2 separate regions of the Mus musculus genome follow, and region 2 is linked to region 1. The links are chromatin contacts, called in public Hi-C maps. All regions are on one chromosome and are shown on one strand. The core of a region is the stretch at or near the end of the contact, and the rest is flanking DNA. Distances in the headings are between cores, read along the strand shown.

What was found. A called contact is a pair of places that touch in the nucleus more often than the background predicts.
Region 2: a Hi-C map of rod photoreceptor shows a contact between it and region 1, with 3 times the contacts expected there. The contact joins two enhancer-like sites. A contact is called at or near these places in 1 of 15 datasets of contacts at CTCF or cohesin (large pre-B cells), 12 of 484 Hi-C or Micro-C datasets (B cells, brain, cerebellar granule neurons and 7 more), 4 of 115 datasets of contacts at active chromatin or transcription factors (astrocytes, embryonic midbrain, embryonic stem cells and 1 more) and 1 of 9 other capture datasets (embryonic stem cells).

What each region holds. Positions count from the first base shown.
Region 1 is chr2:101,904,334-101,908,609 of GRCm38.p6, forward strand. No RefSeq gene overlaps it. Among named protein-coding and RNA genes, the nearest start is that of Commd9, 20 kb to the left of the region's middle. Within about 2 kb of position 1,653, at least 70 of the 459 cell types and tissues checked have an H3K27ac peak or open chromatin away from gene starts, as enhancers often do. A contact at or near this core is called in brain, cerebellum, cerebral cortex and 2 more, where this site is marked.
Region 2 is chr2:102,597,146-102,601,348 of GRCm38.p6, forward strand. All of the region lies in intron 3 of Pamr1 (peptidase domain containing associated with muscle regeneration 1), which reads left to right. Among named protein-coding and RNA genes, the nearest start is that of Pamr1, 49 kb to the left of the region's middle. Within about 2 kb of position 2,201, at least 41 of the 459 cell types and tissues checked have an H3K27ac peak or open chromatin away from gene starts, as enhancers often do. A contact at or near this core is called in brain, cerebellum, cerebral cortex and 2 more, where this site is marked.

The sequences.
Region 1 (4,276 bases), core at 403-2,902:
TCTTCCCAGCTCTGGGATCACAAGCATGTGCCACCACCCCAGCTTCTTTACTTGAATTCTGGGGATCTAAAACCAGGTCCTTTACTATCTGAGCCATCTCCCCAACGCTGCCGATTCAGTAGCGGAAGAAAGTTTGTGATTTCCCACAGGTGACCTAAGTTTGCCTTGAGTGTGGTGACTTCCAACCCTCCTAGATCAGCCCTGCCGGCTGCCTCTGTGGATCCTGATCGTTGTCCTTTGCCTTCCGTTTCTGATGATTTTCAGTGTGAAGACAAATGGACACCCGAGTGAGCCACTCAGTGAGGTCTCTGCACACACACAGGCCCCCTGCCCAGGCACTGCTAGTCAAGCTCTCTGGCCTGCTGTTCACAAACTTCCAAGATGTGAGTCCAGTGTGGTGAGAATGTTACCACAAGCAAGGAACTCTTATTAGTTATCATTCCTTTTACATTCGTTTCTTTTGTTTCTGTTTAATTTTGTTTGTTTGTTTGTTTTGGATTTTCAAGACAGGGTTTCTCTGTATAATCTTGGCTGTCCTGGAACTCTCTTTAACTACCAGGAGGATAGCTCTGTGTGTGTGTGTGTGTGTGTGTGTTTTAAAATGATGGACTTAGTTTTATGTACATTGGTGCTTTGTCTTCATGCATGTCTGTGTGAGGGTGTCAGATTCTTTGGAACTGGAGTTACAGACAGTTGTGAGCTGCCATGTGGTTGCTGGGAATTAAACCCAGGTCCTCTGGAAGAGCAGCCTGTGCTCTTAACCACTGAGTGACCTCTCCAACCCCTTATGCTCTAATCTAGAAGCTATTGGCCGTCTAGAACTTTGAAGGTTTTCAAGCCATTAACCTGTTTTCAGCCTGTATCCACCGACTTCCAATCCTGATAATTCCTGAACATTCTTTTTGTTTGGTTGGTTTGTTTTTTGGTTTTTGGTTTTTTGTTTGTTTGTTTGTTTGTTTTGTTTTGTTTTGTTTTTCGAGACAGGGTTTCTCTGGCTGTCCTGGAACTCACTCTGTAGACCAGGCTGGCCCGGAACTCAGAAATCCGCCCGCCTCTGCCTCCGGAGGGCTGGGATTAAATGCGTGCGTCACCACGCCTGGCTCCTGAACATTCTTAACTGCATACTGATGACCTTTATACAATCCGATCTTCTTTGGTGCTCACATTTCTATGGTTTAATTCCCCCCACCTCTTTTTAAAGCAGTTTTGAGAAAAGAAAAAAAATTGCTAACGGCAGTAGTACAGGGATGGTGCCAGAGGACCCTAATCTCCACAGAGAGAGTTTGCAGGCCCTGAATGCTTGGGAAAGGCCCGAGTGGGCTTTCTCCCTCTGCCTGATCTTCCCCATTGTTTCTGTGGTCCTGCCGAATGCCTGCCTTTCTCCAGCCTCGTCCCACAGCCTGAGTACCCGGATGATGGGCAGTTCCTGTCGGTACCGAGTTTCCAGCTATAAAGTGATAGCCTGTCTCTGGGATTCATTTCATAAAAGATGTCACTGGTCACGAGGTCTTACTATCTTCTGAGGTGACTCAAAAAAACTAACTATAAGGCCTAAAATCCAAACAGGAAGGCAATCGCCGCCTGCTGCTCGGCTAGCTGCAGCTGGAACTTGCATGATAAGCCCAGCAGATGGCGCACTTGTTCTCTCGATCTCATCTGTCTTAGTAATGAAAACAAAGACCGGGAAAGGTGAGGTGGCAGCAGACCTCTCCCAGAGCCCGGGCTAGGGAGAGGCTACCTGTAAAAGAGGCCCTCAGATCCAGGCCTGTTATCTCGTTATCTCCTCAGGGCAGCAAAGGTTGGAAGAAGGAGAAGTGGTAGCAGGGACAGACTCCCAGGGACCCCTTTCAGGACTTTTCCCCTAATGCCCCGATGCATCTGCCACAGGCTAGTAAATCCAAGAATCTGTACCTTTGGACCGGCCAGACACAGCTTCGCCAAACAAGGTTTGTGCGCGGCAACCACAGGTCCAGGATTCAGCCAGCAGAGAACTTTCTGTACCATGGGTGGATAGTGGAGGCAGGATGCAGGTCTAGGGCTGCTTGAACTAAATCTCGATTTCTTCATCTGTATAAGAAAGAGATTAAGCTTAACTCTTCCTGACAGCACTGCTTGGAGGAGGTTAATTATGTATGAAGGTATCTGAGTCGGGGAGGGTGCCCATCCATGGCGGGTACATGTCTGCTCTGCGTGCTGCCTCTTCTAGGTAAGGCCCTGTGCAGAATGCCCCAGTTCTGGTGTGAAGGGGGTTTGCTGTGTTCTGACCCCCACCCCCATGGCTGGTGAGGAGCCCAGGTAACTTTCTGGACTTCCTTGCTTCGGGCTCAACAGCTTTCTCCTATTTCTGTTTTCTCCTCCTCCTCCTCCTCCTCCTCCTCCTCCTCCTCCTTCCTCCTTCCTCCTCCCCGTCCTCCTCCTCCTCCTCCTCCTTCTCCTCCTCCTCCTCCTTCTCCTCCTCCTCCTCCTTCTCCTCCTCCTCCTCCTTCTCCTCCTTCTCCTCCTCCTCCTTCTCCTCCTTCTCCTCCTCCTCCTCCTCCTCCCCCTCCTCCCCCTCCTCCCCCTCCTCCTCCTTCTTCCTGCTGCTCCCACTGTCTGACTAGAGTCTAATGGCATTCCCCTGCCCCAAATTCTTAATGGCTCCTTAATGCCCCAGAATGAAGGCTAAACTCAGAATTGATACTCAATGTCCTTCATAACCAGCTTTCCACCTACATTTTAAGCTTTTGGAACAAAATTGAAGAAATTGACTTAAATCTGAATTAACAGGGTAGAGTTCTGAGGATGGAGGGAATAGAAGTTGTTGGTAACAGGCATGGACGGGTCTGGCTACCAAGAATGGAGTCCCCCCTACTTCTCATATTATGTATTTTTTTTCTCTTGTTCTCTTACTGTGTCAGAAAGTGTCTTGCTATATAGTTCAGGCCAGCTTCAAATTCATGATTCTCCTGCCTCAGCTTCCTCTGAGGGTGTGGTGACCTGTCCTCTTGATGTGCCTTTCCTTAAGCACAGAGTCTAGGTTTTGCTAATTATTTTGTCCCTAGCAGCTAAGACAGTGTCTGCAGTTATAGATGCTCAGTCAGTACTCACTGGAATGCATGCGAGCATGAATGACTGAGAATGAATGAATGAATGAATGTCCTGAATGTGCCAAAGGTTGACTAAGCAACTATCCCCAGTGTTCACTAGCTCCTGGCCTTTTCTAACCTGAGAAGCAGAATGGGGTGGGGGAGGGGCATTAGAACAGTGCAGCCAAAAGCAAGAAACCAGAGCATTCTTGATCTAGCAACAGGGGGACGTCGTGATGACAAGGACTACAACTGTTGTGCCCACAGCCTCTTAGAACACTCCATCCTAAACCTCCCAGGAAGGTCAACCTGACTGTAGGGCTCTGGTCAGTCAGAGGGTGTGCTTGTCCAGCCATCTGTTTCCCAGGATACCATTTCCCTAGCACAGATGGCACCCGGACCTTCCTCACTGTGTCAGCGAGCTGCGGAGGACCCAGCATTGCTGAGGCTCAGCCTGGTCTCTTTCGACCCCGTTTTCTCCATCACTCGCCTCCCCTCCACCCTCCATATGGCTGCCTCACTTCGGTGTCCTCCCAAAAGAACTCCTCCTTCTGTCTGGCTGCTTAGCACCTCACAGATGGGAATCTAGAACATTTGGGAGAGGTTAAAAAGCAGTTTCAAACTGTCTGTTTTCTTTTTCTCAAGCTGGGGATTGAACCCAGGGCCTTGCATGTTTGACAGGTGGTCTACTGCTGAACTCTAACCCCGGCCCCCAGTGCCCTTGTCATTGCTTAGGAGGGCATCTGTTTCCCTGTCACCATCCCAGGAATCCTTTTCTCACCTGGAATCCTGGACCGGCCTCTAATGGGGCTGCCTGCTTTTTCTCCCCAAATTCAGCCTTTCCAGTCAGCCTGAAGCAGGACAGACTTGTGAGCAGAAGAGGAAGGGAACAGAGGCTCAGCCAGGAGTCCTGTTGGAGTTTCACAGCAGCTGACGGTTAAGAACTCCAGGATAATTAAAGATTGTCTATGTAGAGACAATATTCCTTTTATATGAAGGCATCTCAAATGAGAATGTTAAAACATCGATAAATCATACTTAAGATCTACTGACCTTGGATGGCCCTATTCCTTTCCTATAGGAGAACTTGCAGGGTTTTTTTTTAGGAATATCACAAGAATCTCCACTTACCATAAAAGGCATATCAGGCCCCTCTGTGCAGCCCTTGTGACCCATGGTTTCTAAACAGACTACGGTTCTTTCCAAGGGAC
Region 2 (4,203 bases), core at 951-3,450, 690 kb after region 1:
TAATTCAATCAGCTGTCTTCATAAAGTGTCAGGCTGACTGGGGTTTTAGGCCAAATCATAGCTTGGAAAGTCACTACTGGACTTCTAGTGTTCCTGATAAAGACGAGAGTCCCAATCAACTCAAAGCCTTCTCTTGTCACTTACTGTGAACTAAGCATTGCTCTAAATACATTCAAGCAATCTCATTTAGACTCCAATTCAGTTCTCATCAGAGCCATTTTATAGATAAGAACACTAATGTATCCAGGTCAAGGAAGGAATGGAGTAGAGGAGGGCTTGTTACTTAGCTCTAAGTGGCTGGACTAATATATGAATGCAGAGCCAATGGCATCTTTTCCAATGAACTCCTCCCATATAACAGAGGCAGCTGAGGTCATGGCTCTGAGGGTCCATCTAAGGACCCAGAAGGTGACAGTGGGATAACTGGAGTCACACAGAGGTTTCAGGCTTTTTTCTGCCCCTGATCTAGTGTGCTAGCAAATTAGTATGCCACCAATAGGCCTTGTCTCTGCCACCTGTGTACCTGCTGGGTCTGCTGGTTATAGCCAGTGTCATCATCATTTGGCTCTTATAGGATCTGGAATATAGGGCAGAACCTGAGCTTCCCTGGGAATTTTATGCTAAGATAGTGTCTCTGATCCACACAGGATGCCATAGAAAGAATGAAATGATTGCCATTTGCAGAGCATCTTTAGAAAACAGGTACAATGCTGGAAACTAGGGCTGGAGTTAGAACTCTATTGGTAGAGTTCCCAGCAAAAGTGGACCTAGGCTTGATTGCCAGGAACACATATAAAATAGGCATTGAGGTGTATCTGTGAAATGCCCTCACTTAGCAGGTAGAAACAGAAGGGTTAGAGGTGCAAGGCCGGCCTCAGCCTTAGCCAAAATGTTAAAAAATAGGCAGAATGGACTACATGAGATTCTGTCTCAAAATAGATAAATCCTTCAGACAAGAAAACAATAGAAGCCATGATGACAAGCACTCCTATTCTCATCTCCGTCCATGAGGAACCCTGGCTCAGACAATAGTGAACTCTCCTAGTTCAAGCTGTTTTCATGTACTGAGCCCTGCCTCTGCAGTCATCTTTGAAAGGGGGAAGATAGGACCAATGCGTCTCTGTCTAAACAGTTTCTTTGAATCCTTTTTGTTCCCTAAGAGGGAAGATGAAAGAAAACCCAAATCAAACCACTTCTCAGAAGTGTGTGTGTCTCTCTTGCCACACCATCTCTTAGCACTGGAGACGATGAGACTCTTGTGAACGTTGGAGGTGTTTGTTTCTGTGTAGAATCTTCCAAAGTCAGTCACTAGTTTGGAAATTAAGGAAGACTTAGTTTTAATTCTGTAAATGGAAGCAAGGTCTGTCTACCTATTCTGTTCATGTTAGACTGTAAAAGAATAGGGGTGAGTCCAGGGTTTGGAAGACTTGGGGGATGGTCTGGACACACACACACACACACACACAGACAGAGGGACAGAGAGAGACAGAGACAGAGAGACACAGAGAGACAGAAACAGACACACACACACACACAGACAGAGGGACAGAGAGAGACAGAGACAGAGACAGAGAGACACAGAGAGACAGAAACAGACACGCACACACACACAGAGAGACAGAGGGACAGAGAGAGACAGAGACAGAGAGACACAGAGAGACAGAAACAAACACACATGTACACGTACACGCACACGCACACACACAAGCACACACGCTCGAGCATGATTATGTACAGGAAGACATCATTAGGGAAACCCAAGCACGTCTTCTGGGCCCTGAGCCTGCTCTGGTCTTTTAACTCAGGACCACCTGCCTGGTTGGCCAGTGGCACTTCCTTGGCAGGGACTCCGGCTCTATTCACTGTTCTGTCCTGGGCAGAGAGGTGCATTAGTTTGTCTCTGAACCCAGATCAGCCAACTCCAGAGGAGAGGCAAAAGTGGGAAGGGAGCAGATGGAGCCCCTATGGGGGGAAGGGAGAGTAGGGTCCCTTCTTTTCTTTTCTGCCCAGTGCCCCTTCTCCAAGCACATTTTCAGAAAGTGGCCTCTTTGTCCTTGGTTGGCTGGAAATGTCCTCCTCTTGGAGTCAAATAGTCCCTCCCCTTCAGAGTGAGAGGGAACAGCAGGCTGAAGAGCCTAGCCCTGCATATGCTTTGCAATTCTGGCTACCTCTGGAGGACAGCTCTAGGGCAGGCATAAGTGGTCCAGCCTACCCCAGGGTGGGGCTGGGGTCTCCAAGCCCTCTGGAGTCTGCATGAAACCCTGGAGCAGTCCTAGCTTCACCAAGGAGACCAGGATGGAGGGGGAGGGGGCCCACAGAGACAGGCTGTCTGATTCCATCTTCCACAAGGAGGAAAGGATGCAACTGGAAGCAGGCTGGCAGCTTTCAAGCTGCTTCTAACTTGGGGCTCCCAGCAGGAGATTTGTAGGGGAGCTGGGACTTAACACCTTGCAGGCTAGAAAGCTGCCAGGCTCCAGGGGGCTGAGGCTGTGCAGGGATGTTTCTTTTTTTGTCTCTCACACCCAGGGTAGCACGTAGCACTTCCTTAGCCTTGCAACAGATGGGCAGATGTGGGCGAGAGAAAGAGTGAGGTGTGCAGAACGAATGTGTGCTTCCGGTGGGAGACACTTCGCGTGTGGTACTCTGGAAGAGGAGGAAAGGTCTTTCTGCTTCCTGATGCAGTGGGAGAGACTTAGATCAGAAAGTCCCTAAGGGAGAACAATGTCTCATTCAAGACGAACTAGACAGATCCACATTCAAATCCCTGCACTGCCACCCAGTAGCAACCGCTGATTTTCACGGATTTTTCTGTTACCACTTCCATGCATTATCTGTTTGAAACCTCACAAATCACAGGGCTTAAGTACGGTTTTATTCACATGGGACAGAGGTTGACTGAGGTTCGGAGAGGTGAAGTAACGTGCCCAAACCTGCACAGCTAGTGAGGCTAAAGCCGAGCCTCAAAGGACTTTGACATTTCTGTCCCTACCCAGAACCTTGCAAGGTCCTCTGTTGGCCATCAGAGCTTGAGAGCCCTACCCTCTTATCCTTAGTATTCAACACCTAGACAATGGGAAGATGAATATTATTTCCCAGGTTTATCATGAGAGTTAAATGAAGTAAGCCTGATATAGCTTTAAGCCAGACTCTGACTCATAGCAGCATAATCCATCCTCCCTCCCTCCCTCCCTCCCTGCCTCCCTGCCTCCCTCCCTCCCTCTCTCCCTCCCTCCTTCCCTTCCTCCCTCTCTCCCTCCCTCTCTCCCTCCCTTCCTCCCTCCCTAGAAACATCTCAGGTACTATTCTAGCTAGGTACTGTGCAAGCTAATAAAGGCCCCAGCTCTACCAAAATAGGTACGTAGGGGGCAGGCATTTTTATGGATAGATGGAGAAGGGCTTTTTGAATAAGTGGTAGCTGAGGCTAATTGGCAGAGGAAGGGAGACCATGAGCTTCTTAGGTTGAACTTGAAGCAAGCTCAAGGCCTGGCATTAGGAAGGTTGGTGTGGCTGGAGCAGAATGGGCAGGCAGATGGTTAGGATTAAGAGGTGACGTCACACAGTCAACAAGGCAAGGCTGTGGGTGTCACTGTGTTGTGTGACTTTCCTTGGGGAAATGTGAACAAATGTCTGTCCACTCCAGAGAGGGCATGGATGGGTCAGCGAGTGTGCTTGGGTTACTTACAGGAGGAGCGCATATGTGGAATTATTTATAGGAGCGTGGATGACAAAGACAGCTGCATCATAAAAATAAAATTAAAATTAAATATAAAATAATTAAAGTTCCTCAAACAGCCAACCATGTGCTGCACAAATTATAGGTAGCTTTACCAATCAGAGAGTCTTCTCTGCCCAGCAATTTTTAGTACTTTTATAACACTGGGGAGGGGGCTTGTAAACTTCTGGAGCATCCTCAGCCTTGCAAGTTTCATTAACTTCTTGCATCGTACATGCATCATTTTCTTCATTAGTCTTATTATCCTCCTCTTCTTCCCAGATGGGACCTTTCAATGCTATACAATACATGGGAAGATGCTCACACAGGGGATAACTCTTGGTGCACTTAAATAAATCAGGAGTGAAACCATCTGAGTTTTTTGTTGTTGTTGTTGTTGTTTTTGGGTTCTTTTTGTAATTATTCATTTAAGATAATAAGGACAGGTCTGGCAGCTATGTGGGCATAGAATGCTTGTTTGTTAAGGATGT